Linked DNA regions of Sus scrofa: all the other regions are linked to region 2. The links are chromatin contacts, called in public HiChIP or PLAC-seq maps. All regions are on one chromosome and are shown on one strand. The core of a region is the stretch at or near the end of the contact, and the rest is flanking DNA. Distances in the headings are between cores, read along the strand shown.

The links. HiChIP or PLAC-seq counts read pairs in DNA pulled down with a chosen protein or histone mark.
Region 1: a contact with region 2 is called in an H3K27ac HiChIP or PLAC-seq map of alveolar macrophages. The contact joins two enhancer-like sites. A contact is called at or near these places in 1 of 47 Hi-C or Micro-C datasets (embryonic fibroblasts) and 1 of 2 datasets of contacts at active chromatin or transcription factors (alveolar macrophages).
Region 3: an H3K27ac HiChIP or PLAC-seq map of alveolar macrophages shows a contact between it and region 2. The contact joins two enhancer-like sites. A contact is called at or near these places in 1 of 47 Hi-C or Micro-C datasets (epiblast stem cells) and 1 of 2 datasets of contacts at active chromatin or transcription factors (alveolar macrophages).

What each region holds. Positions count from the first base shown.
Region 1 is chr16:35,456,520-35,459,219 of Sscrofa11.1, forward strand. All of the region lies in intron 4 of ANKRD55 (ankyrin repeat domain-containing protein 55), which reads right to left. Among named protein-coding and RNA genes, the nearest start is that of ANKRD55, 200 kb to the right of the region's middle. Within about 2 kb of position 1,437, at least 4 of the 83 cell types and tissues checked have an H3K27ac peak or open chromatin away from gene starts, as enhancers often do. A contact at or near this core is called in alveolar macrophages, where this site is marked.
Region 2 is chr16:35,747,684-35,750,383 of Sscrofa11.1, forward strand. The region is part of intron 3 of LOC110257289 (a long non-coding RNA gene); the gene reads right to left. Among named protein-coding and RNA genes, the nearest start is that of ANKRD55, 90 kb to the left of the region's middle. Within about 2 kb of position 1,403, at least 17 of the 83 cell types and tissues checked have an H3K27ac peak or open chromatin away from gene starts, as enhancers often do. A contact at or near this core is called in alveolar macrophages, where this site is marked.
Region 3 is chr16:35,486,674-35,489,373 of Sscrofa11.1, forward strand. All of the region lies in intron 4 of ANKRD55 (ankyrin repeat domain-containing protein 55), which reads right to left. Among named protein-coding and RNA genes, the nearest start is that of ANKRD55, 170 kb to the right of the region's middle. Within about 2 kb of position 1,373, at least 1 of the 83 cell types and tissues checked has an H3K27ac peak or open chromatin away from gene starts, as enhancers often do. A contact at or near this core is called in alveolar macrophages, where this site is marked.

The DNA of each region.
Region 1 (2,700 bases), core at 187-2,686, 290 kb before region 2:
TATGGATGAGAGCTCAGAGGTGATCTTCCAGTCCTACAGATGAATTTCAACAAAATGGTCCATTTTTTTTTTCTCAAAAGCAATGGAACCACAGACTATTTAAGAGCAGAACATGTTGAGATGTAATTATTAATTTGCTTAGCATGATATCTGCTCAACAAAGGCCACAAAAACTTAGAAAGTTTCAGAGAAGACATTGTTGGCTTTTGTAAAACATCAGACTCAGGACTAGAAACTTTATATTAAGTACAAGTGGAGATATTAATAGATTTCAGGAGCAACAGAAAGGCCTTCCATGCTCCCAGCCCACTATGCACATCTATACCTGAAATTTCATGAATTCCTTTGCTTCTTTTTTATCTACTGAGATGCCAGTATCTCTGGTAGGAAGATAAGACATTATGCCTTATCATTTAAGCTGGTAGTGTGAATGGACTTATCAGAAAGCTTTTTTTTTTCCCCTGGCCCTTGGAGACTACAGCATAAGAGAAATGAAGGAGCTGGAAGTCTCATTAAACACCTCAAATTTCACATAGGGCTAGCTCTATAAAAGCCACATAGAAGAATCAAAGGACATGATCAAGAAAGTGAAAAGACAACCCTAGAATGGGAGAAAATTTTTGAAAATCACCTATCTAAAAAGGGTGTAGTGTCCACAATAGAATTCTTATAACTCAACAACAAAAGGACAAAAGCCCAATTAAAACAATGGGCAAAGAATTTGACTACAATTGTTCCAAAGAAGACATACAAATAGTCAAATAAGCACTGAAAAAAATGCTTAACATTGTTAATCACTAGAGGAATGCAAGTCAAAAGCGCAATAAAATACCACTTTACCATCCACCAGGATGACTATAATGGAAAAAATAGAAATTAACAAAGTATTAGTGAGGATGTAGAGAAACAGGAACACTCACATATTGCTGGTAAGGATGTAAAACAGCACAGCTGCTTGTGGAAAACAGTTTGGAGGTTCCTCAAAGTTAACACAGAAATACCATGTAACATAGCAATTCTTCCCTGAGTATATATATAAAAAGAACTGAAAACAGATATTCAAAAAAAAAAAGTGTACACATAGTTCACAACAGCACTATTCACAACAGCCAAAAGGTCTAAACATTCCAAATGTCCATCAACTGAAGAGTGGACAAACACAAAATGGTATTTCTGTATAGTACGATACTATAAAGCCATAAAAGGGAATGACATACCCATATGTGCTACAACATGGTTGCACCTTTAAAATATTATGGCACATGGAAAACAAACAAACAGACACAAAGGTCACACGTTGTATAAATTCCATTGCTATAAAATATTTAGAATAGGCAAGTCCATAAAGACAGAAAGCAAATGAGTAGTTGTCAGGGGCTGGGGTAAAAAGGGAATGGCAAGTTAACAGCTTAAAGGGCTTGAGGTTTCCTTATGGAGTGATGAAATTGTTCTAGAACAGGAGAGTCATGATGGTTGCACAATGTTATGAATGTACTAAAAGACACACAGAATTGTATACTTTCAGATGGTTAAAGTGATAAATTTTATGTATATGAATTTTACCTAAATAAAAAAATAAGTCACATAGAAACTCTATGCATCTTTTAGTTAATGCTAGGGAAAACCAATATTTGCAAGTGCCCATTCATGGAGAGACAATTCTGTGTTATGAGTGATGTGTAAAGAATATGTCATTAGCCCAGTGTCTGCAAAGCCTAGTTAGGCAACAAAGCTTCAAAAGCGTAAACTCTTTTTATTTTTCCTGATGTACTGTCAGGCTGAAACATAGGAATTCAAACCAGAGTGAAGGAAGATGGGCAAGAGAAACAGATTTTCGATACAAGAAACATAAAGGCTAAGAAGCTGAATCAATTTGTCATAGTTGAGGGGAGTGCCAGGAACCAGACCTCAACACAGGACAAGTGGAACAGTAGCAGAGTAAGACAGGGTAGTGGTTGTCTACCCTTGAAACAAATGCTTTCTCTCCTGTCATTTCCAGTTCCAGTCCTTGGACTGTAAAGTATACACACACCTACTAACACAGAAATCAAGCCAGCTATGTACAATACTTGAAATCTGAAAAGTTATTCTAGGTTTATCCAGATATTAAAAAAAAAAAAAGAAAAAAAAACAGTGGTTGATTTCCCCCTCCCCCTTTGGTTGAGAGTTTTGTTTGTTTTTTTTTTTTTTTAATTTGGAAAACAAAATGAAATTAGGTACTACTGAATCAGAGAGAAAGTTCACTGCAAGTACTTTGATTAAATTTGGTGATGCAGCTAGTGGTTTTATAATTTAATCTTTACCTACCCATAAACCATAGTTAAAGATACTATATAAAAAGTTTATTGGGGTTTTTTGGGGGTTTTGGGGGTTTTTGTTTGTTTGCTTTTATTTTTTTTTCCATGAAAACCTGTTTGACTGGACCAGGACGAGTCAAGGGTCATGAGCTAGGTGATTGTATGGATCACTCAGTTTCTCTCTTTTATGGCTTCTAATTGGCGCCTAGGCAGCTAGCTTGAAAACAGCATCAGGTGAGTTTACTACTAAGGCTGGGGAAAAAAATACATTTTAGATCCTGATGATGCACTAATAACTCTGTCATCTTTATATGTTAAAAAAGGCATACATCTCTAGGCAGCAATTGTTCAGTGGTCTATATATTTGTGGTAAATGAATGATTCAGGTTATGAAGAAGACAGA
Region 2 (2,700 bases), core at 153-2,652:
AACTCGGCTTCCAGTCTGTCTGCAGTGACTACACCAGCACGACGCAACTGTACTGAAGAGTAAGCAAAGTCAGAGAGAATCAAGTTCAGTCATGTCTCTTAGGAGATCTCAGCGGCCACCAGCAGGGTTCTTCATAAGCTGAAGGACCAGTAAACATGAAATAGTCAAGACCCAGGAAGCAGGCCAACCATAGAGCTGGGTATATCAAAGAAAGATGAAGGAGGCAGGCATGCTGAAGATGTTCAAAAGAAAGACTAGAGTATAAATCTAGGCCATCTCAGTACAATCAGAGTGGCAGGCAAATAACCAAGGTGGAGATTGGATGGAGAAGCAGGGCGGCCTGGTGTGTCCAAATTGGGCTCTGGTGATAAACTGCCTGGATTGAATCCTGGCTGTGAGCCATGATTTGGGGGCTGCGAAAAACCAAACCAAACCGTCTACACCTCAGTTTTCTCATCTGCAGAATGGGAATAATATTACCTTTCTTGTAGGGTTATTAAATATGATAGGGACAATATTATTCTAAGAAAAAGAGGCAGCTCCTGGGACCCACAACAGAAGCTAAGTCAAAAGGAAACAAAAGGACAGTTACCAGTCAGAGTAGGCCCTGCAGTAAAAAGCAGGGTCCCCACGATGGCAACAGACTAGAACTCTCAGTTCTTGTTTCTCTGTAAAAACAGGGTTGGCTCTAGAACTTTGGGCAGGCTGGACAGCTGTGGCCTTAGCTGCAGAAGTTAGAGGCCTGGAGGTGAGGGGGCCAAGCCGACCATTATCCTGATTGCCTTGGCTCAGGTTTGAATGTAGATCACTCTCTGGGACTCCCAGAGGCCACTTTCCCTTCAATTCACAAGTTCTTCCCAGTGTTGCCCTTCCCTTCAGGAATCACTTTCTTAAAATAAATAACTCCTAGGATCTTCCACCTCCACTCACAGGTTCTCATTTTTGCCCTGGCCAGTGGCCTCCCTCCTGTCCTATAGCTGTTCAGTCATTGTGGTTTCTCTAGCACCTCCTCTGTGTTGCTCAGTCTCCCCTTTAAACAGGCCCACGGAGTCCCCAGATTCCAAAAGAAAGCTTTCTTCACTACCCTTTCTCCCCACCCCTACCCAGTCCCACACCCTGCCTACCCGCTACCAGCCAGGGTCTTATTAGCCTCCAACTCAGCCTATAAAGACTCCATTTAGGAATCCTCATACATATTTCCATGTTAATAACACCCACCATCTTCCCTGGAAAGTTCCCATTAGCTTTTCCTTAAGTACTCAAAATACAGTAAGACTTCACATTCATGTCTTAACACAGAAACCTCTGTCCTGCTGGCTCTTCAGTTCACTGTCATTAGGGGGAAGGGAAGCATCTGACAATACTCTGAAAACAAACCAAATCAGGAAGTGGATAAATGGGGACATTTTTCTAAGCGTGTTTGTTTCTGACCTTCTCCCCTCCACCCCTTCAGAGCTGACATACCCAGCAGATTGGACCCGTCCTCTGCTTCTCATTGCAACACAGAGATATGTGGAGACTGTCTCCAGCACAGACCAATAGACCTGTTCTCTTCCAGGGCAAAGCTTGAAGCTTTAATCCAGCCATTTCACAAAGTCATTGTAGGGCAGTTACAGATCTGTGATAAGGAGACCCAGGCAGGAGAGATGGAACCACCCAAAGGCATCAGTATAGCTAGACAGCAAGAGGCCCCCATGGGAGAAGGCCAAGAGGCAATTATCCACTTGGCAGAAAGTACTCCTATCTGTGCCTGCAGGGTTCTATCCCTTGCTTATTTTCTGCGCTCGTGCATAGGAACCAAGGGAGAAAATTGAATAATGATACTGTGGTCAGCCTCACTCTTGGGTTAGGCAGTATTGGGAGAACATTCCCATTTTACAAATATAGCAATTCTTAGACTATTTTCAGAGTTAAAGCGATCTCAGGAATTTCTCCCACTGTGTCATTTTAGAGTTGAAGTAATGAGAGCTCAAGAAGTAAATGGACCCACTAAGGGTCACTAGAACAGAACAGGAACTGGCTTCTCGCTTCCTGTGTTCTAGCCATTGCACCATACCATCTCACAAACAGTTTCATCTTGCTATGTACAAATTGAATTTTTTAAATGTAAACATATGGCAGGGACTGAAAGAGAACATGAGTGGATTTTTTTTTTCCTTGAAAAGTATTTGTAATGCCAAAATGTTTTTACAAGTAATATATATACCTGAATTGTTCTTAGAGAATGAGAAGGCATTAAGGATCAAAGAAGTTATTTCACTGCAGAGAAGAAAAGAGGAAGAAAGTCATGGTGGATGTCTGCAGAAAACCAGAATGAAAGGTTAAATAGTACTGACATTGAAGACAGGATGAAGAAGGGAAGAATGGGGCTGAAAAAGGACATCCAAGGAAGAAGGATATAAGAGATCCCAAGAGAAGAAAGACCCCAGAGAATCCCAAGGAAGTACTTTGGTTGGTACTGTGTGAGAATTCTAAGTGTTAGAAATTTAAAATACTGTGAGTAATGGAAGAGGACAATGAGGAAATGACCTCTGCTAAGCAAGTGATTTACATATTTTCTCATTCAATTCTCACACAATATCATAAAAAGTTACTATTAGATCCATTTTATAGATGAGAAACTGTGTCTCATTGAAGTTAAATAGCCTATGGTCACAAAACTAAAATGTAGTAAAGCCAAGATTCTGCTCAGGATTGACA
Region 3 (2,700 bases), core at 123-2,622, 260 kb before region 2:
CTCAGATCCTGCATTGCTGTGGCTGTGGTGTAGGCTAGCAGCTACAGCGCTAACTGGACCCCTAGCCTGGGAACTTCCATATGCCACAGGTGGGGCCCTAAAAAGCAAAAAACAAACAAACAAAAAACCACTCAAACTGATCAGTGACTTCAGCAAAGTAACAGGATATAAGATTAACATTCAGAAATCGGTTGCATTTCTGTATACTAACAATGAAATATATTAGAAAAGACATACAAAAACATAATACCTTTTAAAATCCCACCTCAAAAAATTAAATGCCTAGGAATAAGCCTGACCAAGGGGGTGAAAGATTTACATGCTGAGAACTATAAAACATTAATCAAGGAAATTAAAGAGGATTCAAAGAAATGGAAAGATACTCCGAGCTCTTCGGTTGGAAAAATTAATATCGTAAAAATGACCATGCTACCCAAAGTTGTGTGTCTTTTTAATATGCTTGCCTAAGAGTCATCCTACCTTCTAGGGAAGGTAACACTGTCTTAATAACAAGGACCCAGATTCTGTTGTTAACCCAGACTTAGATGTTACAGGACACTGACACATGGCAAATGGTTTTTGTCTAGAAAAAAAGGTAATTCCCATGGTATGGCTTCACTTTCCTGCAGGATATTAACCAGTTTGGTGTCAAAATTAGCAAATTTATTCAAGAATTTTTCTTTCCACATATCAGTTCTCATATTCCCCTTTGGATAAGTTTTGTCATTTCTCTACTTCTATCATTAACAAATTTAATAGATCTTGGAAACATGCTCAAAATTTGTATGAGATATATTTTTATCTTTTTAGAAGTTATAACTCAACAACTCTTAGAAGTCTGATTTGGTATCACAGATTTAATTTACTGATTAACAAACACCTGGATTATGATGTGTCTCTGATAATATTAAGACTCCCAGGAATTCCTGTTGTGGCTCAGTGGGTTATGAACCTGACTAGTATCCAGGAGGATGTGGGTTTGATCCTGGGCCTTTGCTCAGTGGGTTGGATATCTAGCATTGTGGTAAGCTGTGATGTAGGTCATAGACGTGGCTTGGATCTGGCGTTGCTGTGGCTGTGGCATAGGCTGGCAACTGCAGCTCTGATTCAACCCCTAGACTGGGAACCTCCATATGCCATGGGTGTGGCCCTAAAAAGTGGAAAAAAGGGGGAAAAAAAAGAATCCCCAAATCTTGTAATTAGCATCAATAATTTTTTACAATATATTTTATCCATGTCCATGTAAAAGCACATTGGAAGGAGACGACCAAGAAGAACTAGCCCTCGTAAACCACTGAGCAAGTCCTGAATAGAGTTAGCAACAGAATCAAATAATTTCCTAGTTTGCAAGAAATGTTCTTCCACTATTCTGTAGAACTGGTCTTCTGCAGAATCATAAACCCATGTGATTGTGAAATTCTTGCAAGCTGTCAAGTCAGGAAGCATTTCAAATAGAAAGAGGAACTTAGAAAAATGTATCCCTGGGGAAAGATTTTTTTCCCTTTCCCTTCTCCTAAAGGACTCATAATTCATTTCAGCTGCTTTGAATCTTCATGGCATCAACTTTTTTAAAAAAATGAAAAACTGACACCTTATGGAAAGACATTAAATATAGGAGAAAATGCAATTTTCTTCTGGTGAGGCCTAGTTAACTACCCTTCGTGTTTAAATTATATAAAATTTTATTATTGTGGAAGTCCTGAAATATCTGAATTAATTTTTTTTTGTCTCTTTTTTTTTTTTTTTTTTTTGTTGTTGTTGTTGTTGTTGCTATTTCTTGGGCCGCTCCCACGGCATATGGAGGTTCCCAGGCTAGGGGTCGAGTCGGAGCTGTAGCCACCAGCCTACGCCAGAGCCACAGCAACGCGGGATCCGAGCCGCGTCTGCAACCTACACTACAGCTCACGGCAACGCCGGATCGTTAACCCACTGAGCAAGGGCAGGGACCGAACCCGCAACCTCATGGTTCCTGGTCGGATTCGTTAACCACTGCGCCACGACGGGAACTCCTGAATTAATTTTTTTTTCTTAAAATTAACGCGAAATCAGCTGATGGACCAACCCCAATTACTTCAATAGCTCTATGACAAAACTGAATTAAGCTTCCCAATGTCTTGTTTCCAATTTTTTTTTTTTAGAACATGGTACATTTCTTACGGTATGAAATTACTGCATAGTACAAAGTTGAATTTTCCGTGCATACAAAAAAAAATGATGGAGTTCCTACTGTACACAAGATACCAGATAGAACGTACAAGTTAGTTTCCGCCTAAAAGGAGCTTACAATTTAGTTGGAGAGGCAACAATCAAATAATATCCCTTTGTAAAAGGACATAAAGATACAATTTTGATGTACTTAGAATATAGAGTCTATTGCAGAGGTCTTGATCATCTATGGATTGCAGCCAGGTAAACCATGGTACAGCTTCTCTAATTAGAGTGGTACATGTGCATGTGTGTGTTCTAAGGTAGGACTGATATTTTATAGGAACCATTTGGAAAAGAAAAAAGGCCAAAGGAAAGAGGCTGAGATTGGTAAATTATCTCACTTGCTCGTTCAATTAGTAACCACATCCCATGAAGGAACATGTTTTATGAAGAAGGCAAAGCACCAGCCAAGTACCTGGCACACAGTAGGCATTTAATAAATACTCACTGAATTAAGTTAAAGATATATCAGAAGTGAACTTTGACTTCAGA